3 separate regions of the Mus musculus genome follow, and all the other regions are linked to region 1. The links are chromatin contacts, called in public Hi-C maps. All regions are on one chromosome and are shown on one strand. The core of a region is the stretch at or near the end of the contact, and the rest is flanking DNA. Distances in the headings are between cores, read along the strand shown. Region 1 holds the start of Ano1 (anoctamin 1, calcium activated chloride channel). Region 2 overlaps Ano1 (anoctamin 1, calcium activated chloride channel). Region 3 has its middle 13 kb from the start of Gm34964.

Evidence for each region. Hi-C and Micro-C count contacts between places; a contact is called where the count stands out from the background.
Region 2: a Hi-C map of uterus shows a contact between it and region 1, with 5 times the contacts expected there. The contact joins the enhancer-like site here to the promoter of Ano1 in region 1. A contact is called at or near these places in 2 of 39 promoter capture datasets (the 3T3-L1 cell line and second pharyngeal arch cranial neural crest), 6 of 484 Hi-C or Micro-C datasets (embryonic fibroblasts, nephron progenitors and uterus), 4 of 115 datasets of contacts at active chromatin or transcription factors (embryonic fibroblasts, embryonic stem cells, neural tube and 1 more) and 2 of 9 other capture datasets (adipose tissue and pancreatic islet).
Region 3: a contact with region 1 is called in a Hi-C map of uterus, with 4 times the contacts expected there. The contact joins the enhancer-like site here to the promoter of Ano1 in region 1. A contact is called at or near these places in 1 of 39 promoter capture datasets (embryonic stem cells), 3 of 484 Hi-C or Micro-C datasets (all in uterus), 3 of 115 datasets of contacts at active chromatin or transcription factors (double positive thymocytes, extraembryonic endoderm stem cells and trophoblast stem cells) and 2 of 9 other capture datasets (embryonic stem cells and pancreatic islet).

What each region holds. Positions count from the first base shown.
Region 1 is chr7:144,736,742-144,740,216 of GRCm38.p6, reverse strand. It overlaps Ano1 (anoctamin 1, calcium activated chloride channel), which reads left to right and starts at 1,644. Exons shown (of 26, transcript NM_178642.6): 1 at 1,644-1,854.
Region 2 is chr7:144,688,180-144,691,654 of GRCm38.p6, reverse strand. All of the region lies in intron 1 of Ano1 (anoctamin 1, calcium activated chloride channel), which reads left to right. Among named protein-coding and RNA genes, the nearest start is that of Ano1, 49 kb to the left of the region's middle. Within about 2 kb of position 1,579, at least 20 of the 459 cell types and tissues checked have an H3K27ac peak or open chromatin away from gene starts, as enhancers often do. A contact at or near this core is called in adipose tissue and uterus, where this site is marked.
Region 3 is chr7:144,774,327-144,777,801 of GRCm38.p6, reverse strand. No RefSeq gene overlaps it. Among named protein-coding and RNA genes, the nearest start is that of Gm34964, 13 kb to the left of the region's middle. Within about 2 kb of position 1,536, at least 30 of the 459 cell types and tissues checked have an H3K27ac peak or open chromatin away from gene starts, as enhancers often do. A contact at or near this core is called in uterus, where this site is marked.

The DNA.
Region 1 (3,475 bases), core at 395-2,894:
GCAAGTGTTTACATTTTTGTCCCCCTGAGTCTTTTTGGTTTATAGTTCATCATTTCAAGGATAAGAATTCTAGAATTTTCTGTGTATTTATACAACGGAGCTATTGCTGTGCACCACGTTAGTGATCAGACCCTTCCAAGAAAAACCAGTTTTATCTTGACTCCCACACACTGGTCAGATGGATCATGACTGACTGTGGGAGGGAACCAGGGCAGCCCCTTGCTCCACGTGGTCTCCTTGGCAGACACCAGGTACAGGGCACACTCTGGGGGGGCTTCTTAAGACTTCCAGGGAGAGGAAAAGTCCCAACCTGGCACTAAATGTCTCAAGCCAGACTCAAGGAGGCAAGGTAGAAACAACAGGGCTCACTTGGCTGGGGATGGTTCTCTGTGGTTCACCCACTAGAGTCTTTTCCATTCAGAGCAGTGTACAGGGGGATCAAGTGCCCCCTTCCCTCCCACCCACCCCTGAGGTTCGGCAGGGGGAGGAGCCATGGCTCATGCCCCTAGCTGGGAGCCCCTTCCCTGTGAGAGTGCAGTGGGTGCCACACAGTGTCTGGGACCTGTCTCCATCAAGGTCCAACCAAAGCATTAGTGGAGAGTTGACTTGGCAGGTGACCCGGGGTCCTTAGCACTCTCTGTTGTCAACAAATGACTCTCCCCACCCCAAAAGTTGAGACTGGACTCCCATCTGCCTACTCCCCTCCCCCAAACCAGCAGATTAACGTTTTGTTTATGGTCCTTCTGTCCCACAATTTATGATAGTTATTTAGAAATGTCACACAAAAGGCACCTCCTCTGAGCAGTGGGGTACTCAGAGTGCCCATCCCACAGAGCCTCCCAGAGAGCAGGGTCTCTGTATCCCTGCCCAGACAGAGCCTGCCCAGCAGCAGGGGCCCAGGACAAGCTAGCAGCCAGAGGCTCAAAGCTCTTGGCTAAATCCTCTTTGCTGCAGTTAATGAGAATCCCCACGTTCCCTTCCACCCTGGGCTATTCTCAACTATCCAGAGTCTTAAGTTCTGCACAGGTGGGGCTTACCCTAAAAGGTACCCTAAAACTCCCTGGATTTTGTCCAGAGGGTGATGGGTCACATCTATAATCTCAGTATTTGAGCGATGAAGGCAGGATTGTGGTCAGTTTGAGGACAGCCACAGCAACATAGCATGACCCTCTCTCAAAATCCTTCCCCCCTCCCCATTTATGTAAAATAAAAATCAAATAGTGAGTGTGATGAACACCCCACTTTAATCCCAGCTCTGGGGAGACAGAGGCAGGTGGGTCTCTGTGAATTCTAGGGCAACTAAGGCAGCAAAATGAGACCCTGACTAAAAATAAAATAAAACACCGCTGCCCCCCCCCCCCACCACCACCTCACTGGCGTTAGTTAGCCTTTTCATCTCTTCCCACAAACTGGCAGAGTGGTCGCCCAGGGTCCTGCGGGTTAGAGGCGGGGCTGGCCCACCCTGTGAGCCTCCCCTGTCCAAGGCTGCTCCCTGGGGCCAAGCTAGAGTTGGGGGCACCTCCCATGCAGTGGGGGGCGGGAACAGGGCGGGGCGAGGGCGCGGCTGCAGGTGACCCCGTGACCCCCGGGGCGGAGAACTGGGGGACCCCAGGACTAGAGCGCCGGGGGCGGAGCAGCGCGGTGCAGGCAGCTGGGCTCAACCTTCCTCCCGCCTCTGCCGGTCCCTCTGCTGGACCCAGGGCGTCCGGAGCGAACACATCATGCAGGACGCGCAGGACAGCGACATCGGCCTGGAGGGCTTGACCCCAGAGGGAACCTCTGCGGACCGAGAGTGCCAGCGGGGACCGGAAACAATCGCGCACGAGGCACAGGACGCAGGAACCCCCAACTCAGGTGGTAGGATCTTCCCTGAGCCGCTCTGCAGGAGAGCGCAGGGACTTGGGTGGAGGTTGCAGGGGACATGGACGGAGGGACAGACAGACAGACAGAGAGACACGGTCAGTTGCTGCGCGGGGGTGGGGTGGGAGCTAGTAGTGCCCCCCCTCTCGAGGGAACCTGGCATCCCTAGAGGGAGTCTGTAGCATCCTGGAGAGACCCTGTTAGACCCCCGAAGAGGGACCTCGCCTGTCCCCTGGAGGGACTTAGGCCACCTGGTTTCGGACTTCCCCGGAGGCATCCCCAGCTTGCTACATCTAACTGCTCCTGGCAGATGTGAGTCTTCGGATGTTTTTACAGGCACTATTAATACTCTTAATATTTCCGCACTGTTGTGGAGATTTATTTGGGAAGTAAAGTAACTCGATGACTCGAAGTCATAACGGAAACTGCTGGCAGAGCAGGGAGACAGATGAGGTCGGGAAGCCAGGAGGGGAGGGGGAGTCCTGGCTACTAAGTCATCACCTTGGGTGTTTTTATATGAATAATTTTCAAATAAATGACCCAGGAAACGTTTCCTGCATGTTATCCTCCCAGTTCAGAGGTTATTAAATAAACCCGGAGTGGGGTGGCAGGAAGACGTGGACTTGATCACACAGTTGGAGTTTGCTGGGGCTGAGCCCTGGGAAGGATGCTCTCTCTGCAGCCTCCCTCCCTGTCTTCACTTAGACTCCCATGAAGCAACTTATCCCATGTTCTTTTCAAAACGACCCAATTTGGCTTTTTCAGCATCAAATTAAGGTAGAGGGGCACGCCAATACCAGGGTAAGAGCCAGGGCTTCTGCCAAGGCTGGTGCTGGGTGGCCAGACCACTCTATCCCCCTTTCCCTCCCCCTCCAGCTCATATTTCTGTCCTTTTTGCAGCCAACCAAAAATGCCAGCACTGGGCTGGTTCTGGGTGAGCATCTCACTGGGTGCTGGGCACTGGAAGCAGGACTGTGGGTGTTAATCCTCTGACAACTGTAGGCAGTGGGACATGGCCTTTCCCACTCCACAGACTGGAAAACTGAGGCTTCATAGAAGACAGGGTGGCACCACCTGGGTGTAGCTGTTGTGAGGGTCCCCTGACTCCATCTCAGGCAGAGTCTGGATCATGCAGCCAAGATCTGATGAGAGAGCCTTATCTTGGCCTGTGTCTGCCAATCATTGTAGCAGGGAGGCCTGGGCTCTGCTCGCTTCCTGGATGTAGGCCAGGTGGGTCTCAGGTGTGGGCATCTGGGTTTCCTTCTGCAATAGGCTGGGTAGAACAGGTTCTGGATGGGCATGGGGGGCAGGATGACCACCACATTTGTAGAGGGGATCCCTCCGGTCCATCCCTCTGCATCCCAACTTTTATTCGGGCCATGTGCCGGGCCGGCTCTTGTCTCTCTGCCATCCTGGGCATCATCAGAGACAGGAGTAAGATCCGAGGACTGGTGGGCCAGCTTTAATGTCTGGGTTTACATGGGTGTGTGGTCCCACACCACAGGCATGCAGAAATGCTGGACATGTGTGAGCGTGGGAACAGCTTGGGATAGAATCAGAGACCCGAAGCTGATAGCATTTGCTGGTACAGACTGCAAGGGAGCCTCGCACTGCA
Region 2 (3,475 bases), core at 330-2,829, 48 kb after region 1:
CACACACACACAGCTCGACAAGGGCCCCTGCTGCTGCCATCAGCACCATGGAAGCCTTGAGCTGGAGTAAACCCTTCTTTTACAAGTTGCTTTAGTCAGATATTTTCTTCAGAATGGATGAGCAAAGTTGCTGGTGCTTCTTCCAGGCTGTACCACACCTCCATATGCATCCTCCGGGTCTACAAGCTTCTCTGTGCAGGACCCCATGCAGCTTCATGCTGTCAGGTCTGCAGTTCTGAGTCATGTTCTTCACATCTCTGGTAGCCCACCCTCCCCTTTTCTCCCTGCAGGGTCAGCAGCTGGACATCCCGCCTCCTTGGTTTCCTGCCTTGCCTCCTGTTGGCCTGCAGTGGCTTCCAGTGTTACCATTCTCTCCTCAGCCATCTTCTGGCCAGTGGTTTCTTCCTGTCTGTCCAGCCTGTTGTCGGCTCTGTCTCTCCCACCCTTAGTTTTGGTTTGAGAAGTCTAGTCTGGTTCTGTTTGTGGAAGTGGCACTCCCCATACTGGGGTCTCCCCTCAATCCCTTCGGTCCTTGTGATGGTTTATCTGAGTCTTCACTATTTGCTGTGTTTTCCTGACTCTTAAGTGACTGACTGATCTTGAGTCAGGGTTTCTCTGTGTAGCCCTGGCTAGCATGGAACACACTATGTAGACCAGACTAGTCTTGAACTCACAGAGATCTACTTGCCTGTGCCTCTGGAGTGCTGGGAAGGTGAAAGGCATTCACTACCATGTTGGGTCATCTTTTTTTAAGCTGTATCTTGTTACAGAAGGAGAATGGAGAGGCTGTTGGGCCTGATATTATATTATGTCTGTGTTGAATGCATAGGCAGGCTAGGATGAGGCTCCCCTACTGAGGCCTGGTACCTAGTGGCCAGAGTGATTTTTTTTTCCTTAAATATAAGCTCAAATTCCTGTTAATGGAGCTCTTACCATAGGGTCAGGACCCTGGCTGTGAAGGGAGCAGTCTGTCTGGTGCTCTGGGTGTCCACTTACATGATAAGGGGGAGACTAGGTCCTAAGAGCTGTAGCAATCTGTGGAATCAGGGCTCGGACCCCACCCACCCATGTCTCCCCGTCTCCCTGTCTCCCCAGCCTTTGTTCTGGAGAAACACAACCTGGCTGTGCCTGCCACTCTGTCTTTGTCTGTTTTGCTTATTTTTTTTAAAGGTCCTGTCCCAGTCCCCATCAGCACCAGGTGACAGGAGAGGGTAATGTAGGTGTAGCCAGGTGGCTTCTTGTTCTCACTCTCAGACCTGGGTGCGTCTCATCTGAACGCTGGTCTCTTATTTCATACTTTTTCTTTGATCTGAGATCTTTCAATGCTTTGGGAGTAAGCAGGAGAAGACTTGGGGATCCTCCCACGGCATTCTCTCCCAGCACACCGTGGTTGTTTTGTGTTCAAAGCTGAGCCTGGCTGCAGAGGTTCTCTGGCCTTCCTCAGCGAGGGGTGGGGGGAAGTGGAGGAGTGGGGCTGGACCCAGCCCTTCCCTGCCCCATCAGAACAACTTAGGGCTGACTCAAGGGTCTGTAGTTGAGTGCAAAGAATTGGATGTGTCTGTAGGAGGGGGTCTGGAGGACTTTGCCCTTGGAGCAGAGGCTGTGGGCCATCAGCCAGGCCCCTGCCTCTGCATAGCACATACCAGGAAGAGTCTGGTACTCACTCCCCCACTCTCCCTCTGCTGGTTCTCCAGGGACCAGATTCTTATCTGAAAAGCTGCCTTCTCAGGCCCCCAGCTTACCACCCCCCCCTCCCGATCTCAGCTTAACTCTTCTTTATCTCTCTGCTGTTCTGGAAAGAACTTTCAGACAGAGGTGAACATTAGGTGGCTCCTCAGTCAGACAGGTGTCACCCCCCACTCCTGGTGTGGTTGCCTCCAGGGGCAGCGGCCAGGCCAGGCTAGCAGGACAGAAAGGATGTCTTTGTTCCTAGTCCCCAAACTTCTTCCTTGTTCCCATTTCCTTTGCTTTGGTGTGGGAATTTCTTCCTTTTCTTCACTTCCTTCAATCCCAAGATGTCTGTGGGCCTGATGTGGTAGCATGGTGGAGAAAGGAATGTCATTCACACTTGAGTGTAAATTACATCAAGACTGTCCATTCTCAGAACATTTGTTATCTAAGTCTCAGTGGGGAATGAGAAACTCTGGACTGCATTACAGATGTTCCGGGGCATAGCAGGAAGAGATGGAGGAGGCTGATCTCGGGAAGGAACTTCCAGAGCCCTGGCAGTCGTGCATATAAGCTGCCCCGAGTCCTGGCTTGCTTTGCTCACAGTTCATGTTCCAGGGCAAGGATTTTGAAAACACGTGGCTGAGCCTGACTTGGAACCTAGCCAAAGGCTTGGAGTGGAGGGAACTGGACTTGCTGGGCTAGGCAAGGCAGAGGAGCATCCTAGGAGACCCCACTAAATCTTCCCTTGTTTTTGCTTCTTCCTCCTAGAGGAGGAATCCATGTGGCCCCAGGCAGCGCTGCCTTTTGACTCTTCCAAAACACATCGCAGTAATTCCCAGAAAGACATCTGCCCAGTGCACTGAGGACACACAGCCAGAGAGCAGGGTTGCTGATGCCCAGAGGTTGCTGGGAACAGACGGGGTGGGGGTGGGGGGAGGTAAGGAGCTGCAGGCAGAGGCATGCTCAGGGCCTCTCATTCTAACCCTCCACCAGAAAGAGAGCTCTGCCTCTCATCTCTGAAAGACCTTGTGTGTGTGTGTGTGTGTGTGTGTGTGTGTGTGTGTGTGTGTGTGTGTGTAGGGGGGGGTATATATGTGTGTTTGTGTGTGTGTGTGTGTGTGCACATCTGTATATGTATATCTTTGTGTAGTTAATCATACATGCACACTCCTGAATATGAAGGTCACAGGTCAACCTTGGGTGTCATTTTCCAAGAGCTACCTGTCTTACTTTTTCGTGCCAGTCTCTCATTGAAACCAAATGGAAGTCCAGCAAGTCCCAGGGCCCTACCTGCGTCCACTTGCTGTGATTACAAGACTATGCCTAATGTTTTAAGTGGTGCTAGGGATCAAACTCATGTCCTGACTAGCAGATGAGCCATCTCCCCAGCCCTCCAGACAATCCTTTAGTTCATGCAAAGACAGTGTTTCCCTCCTTTCTCCCTGAGCCTCGTACCATGTCTTAGGGTCTTACTGCTGTGAACAGATACCATGACCAAGACAACTCTTATAAGGACAAGATTTAATTGGGGCTGGCTTATAGGTTTAGAGATTCAGTCCATTATCATCAAGGCAGGAACATGGCAGCATCTAGGCAGGCATGGTGCGGGGGAGGCAGGGGAGCTGAGAGTTCTACATCTTCATTTGAAGGCTGTTAGCAGAATACTGCCTTCCAGGCAGCTAGGATGAGATTCTTAAAGCCCACGCCCACAGTGACATACCTACTCCAACAAGGCCATTCCCTAATAGTGCCACTTCCTGGGCCAATCATGTGCAAACCATCACATACCTTGAGCCTATGAAGA
Region 3 (3,475 bases), core at 287-2,786, 38 kb before region 1:
ATCCAGTCATGCTCAGTGGCACTCCAGAGACTCTCAGCCCCAAGGTCAGATCCTCTCCATTCTCCATCTCCCTCCATTCAACCCCCTGGGTCACCTATCTATGGTTCTACCCTAGCACATACCCTCCCCATCATTTTTCTCTTTCTCTGAATCTGGATCTTTCCCCCACCCCCACCCCCTTCCCTTCTCCCTCTTGCTCCAGCCCACTCGCTCCTGGGCCTCTGCATGCTCTGGGTCTCATAAGTCCAGGATGGCCTTAAACTTGCTACGCACGCAGCTCAAGCTGACCCTCCTGCCTCTACCTCCCAAGTGATGGGATGACCGGCCCATGTCACCATCCCTGCTTTGTGTAATGCTGAGAATTGAACCCAGGACTTTGTGAATGCTAGGCGAACATTCTACAACTATGCTACATCCTCAACTCCACTGGGGGCTCTTAGAAAAATGCCTTATAAATATATGCCAGGTTCTTTTCTTCCCCAGGGCGCCTATTTGCTTGAAATGCCTCTCTCTCTCTCTCCTCTCTTTCTCCTTTTCTTCTTCTTCTTCTTCTTCTTCTTCTTCTTCTTCTTCTTCTTCTTCTTCTTCTTCTTCTTCTTCTTCTTCTTCTCCTTCTCCTTCTCCTTCTCCTTCTCCTTCTCCTTCTCCTTCTCCTTCTCCTTCTCCTTCTCCTTCTCCTTCTCCTTCTTCTTCTTCTTCTTCTCCTTCTTCTTCTTCTTTTTTTAAAAATAAGACAAAGTCTAACTGAACCTATAATCCACTTTTGTAGACAGGGCTAGTCTTAAACACACAGAGATTCCCTGCCTCTGATGTGAGCTTCCACACTTGCCCTAGAATTTTTTTTCAGCTGGTCCAAGCTTAAAAGTCAGAGGTGCCTTCCGATGACCCTTGCTGGCACTGTCTCTTAGACATGCCTTCCTCTTACATCACTTTCTGTCTTTCTTTGGTCTTTAAAAAGACCAGTGTTCACCAGCCAGGTTCCACCCTACCTACACTGAGCTGTCTTCTTCTGGGAGCCCACACTTCCTCGTCCTCAGCTCTTGCCTTACTTCCACACAGTGTTTCAAAGCAGATCATATATTTTGGCTTCTGGTGGTACCAGAGGCATAATGTTCTCTGTGGAGAGGAAGGCTGAATGGAGTTGGTGGCCCCTGTTCCTTCCCAGGCTCCTCCACATTTCCCCTCACCCCCAGAGGAGGTTCCTGGTCCCCCAGGGCATAAAGCACTGCAAGAAGTGGCTTAAGAATGGGGTGGCTCTTGGATGCTGGATGTTAGGGACAGCCCTGCATGGGTCACAGTTTCTTTTAAACTGTAAAGAGGAGAATTGTAGGACATAGTGGAGGGATGGATTAAAATCTAGCAAGTGACCAGGACAAACTGTGACCAGGCAGAGGCCCTGCCTCAGTGGGGGATGACCTGTACTATTGTCCCAGGTCACAAAACCCCACTAGGAAGGCCTCACCTTTAATACCCTTTAATACTTACCCAACAGTCCCTGACGGGCAGCTGCATGGAATAGGCATGCTTCACCACCAGGGGGCAGCACAGGCCCTCACATTGGCTTCCCTGGGGACCTAGCTGTCTTCTCACCGCCTAGAGTCCAGAGGCCAACTCCCCAGAGCCCGCCAGGCAGTTCTCAGCCCCTTCCCTAGTTCTCAAAAACTCCAGAAGGGACCCCACAACATCCTGGCCACAGGGACTGTGTCTGCTCAAACCACAGCAAAGATATCAGAGGCTCTGTGCTGTGGCGTTCAGGCCCCCTGGGTGTCTGACTGGCCTCCTAGCCTGCCTTTCTACATGCTCTGGCGTGAGCACACACCTTCTCCCAATGTACACTCATGCTGGCTCACAGGTTTGCAGTATAGCTCCTTGTGCACACACTCCTCCAGGACTCTTGGACAGGCCCTCAGTGTCATCACCAGGCTGCCCGGGCAGCATCCCCTCCCTGCTGAGGTGAAGGTCAGCAGGTTGGTTCCCCTTCCTGGTTGTATCTATCTTCTTCACCATGATCTTCCTCCCCCGGATGAAGCCTCCCTCTTAACACAGGACTCTCTCTCCTGGAGTGAATCCTTCTCAGGGTGAGTCCTTCCCCCAGGTTCTCCCCTAGAATGAGTACTTCCTCCTGCACAGGACCCTCTCTCCTAGAGTGAGTCCGTCTCAGGGTGAGTCCTCTTCGCCTGTGTCCTCCCCTGCAGTGAGTCCTCCCTTCGGACTCAGCTGCTTCTTCCTGGATAACTCCTCCCTCTCTGGGTCTGCCCTCCTGGAGTCCATCTTGGCAGCCAGCTCCCACAGATTTTCTTCAGTTGCTCTTACGGACTCACATTCCCCAGGAAGGCAGGGCTCACACTCTCCTTTCCTCACCCTGTGCCTCAGAGTTGCAGCTCTGGGGGCCTATGGCTGCCCTGGCTACAGGGTTTGAGCTTGCCCCTCCCAGCACCTATGCTCAAACCTGCCCCTCCTTGAAGCAACAGGTTCTGTGAGGTCAGTAGAAGCTCAGAGGCGTGGCCCTTCTAAATCTTGGTTGAGGGAAGGTGTGTGTGTGTGGGGGGCATTTGAAGGCCACCATTGTCAGTATAAACAGTGTTTTGGAGGCAGGATGCCAGTAATGGTGGCCTGCATACCCTAAGACATGCAGAGAGGGACTTGCTGTAGTCCCCCGCTCATCCTAACTCTCTGGATAAGGAAGACCCGGCACTTCGGTCCTCATAGTACCTTGGCTTTTCAGGGTCTCTGGTTGTCACTGTCTGTCAAATATCAAATGACCTATTTGTCCTTCAAGGAATAAAGCCCAGTGTCCAGAGAGAAAAAGAAGAGGCAAGCTCAGTCTGGGAGTGGAAATGGCCCTAGATCCAGAAGAGTCTTGAAGGGAGGCACGGCTCTAGGTGGCTGCAGAGTCCAATGTTGCATTTGGGGCCGTGTGGATCCTGCAGCCAACGGACATTAGACAGAACCTTTGTTTCAAGGACAGGGTCAGGAATGAAGTCCCTCTCTGGAAACCTCTATGCCCAGGGCCACTAGAACTGTGGCCTCAGGCACCCATTTCTGGGAGACTGGTGCCCTTTGGCCTCCAGGTCTGGGAGGGATTCAATTCTACGGTGATGAATGCAGTTCCCCAGTATTCATCTAGACTGAGGGTTGGGACAGACCTGTCCTGCTTGTGGTTTATGTCCCCGAGTCACTTGGCTGAGGGGCCGGAGCCAGGGTTCCCACAGCTCTCACTGATCCTGCAGCCCAGGAGGAAGGCTGACACACTAAGGGAAACAGCATCAGGCAGAGGGCCAGCACTGTCCCCACCACAAGTGGGTGGGGGACATCCAGGGAGTCCCAACAGGGCTGCCACCAGGGAGTTCTGGGATGGAGAAGAGGACAGTGTAGACAAAACCCTGGGGATAGAGACTTCTGGTGTGCTGGGAACACAGAGAAGCAAGTGTAACAGGAAGTGGTACCAGAGGGGGACTCAGATGACCTCTCTTGT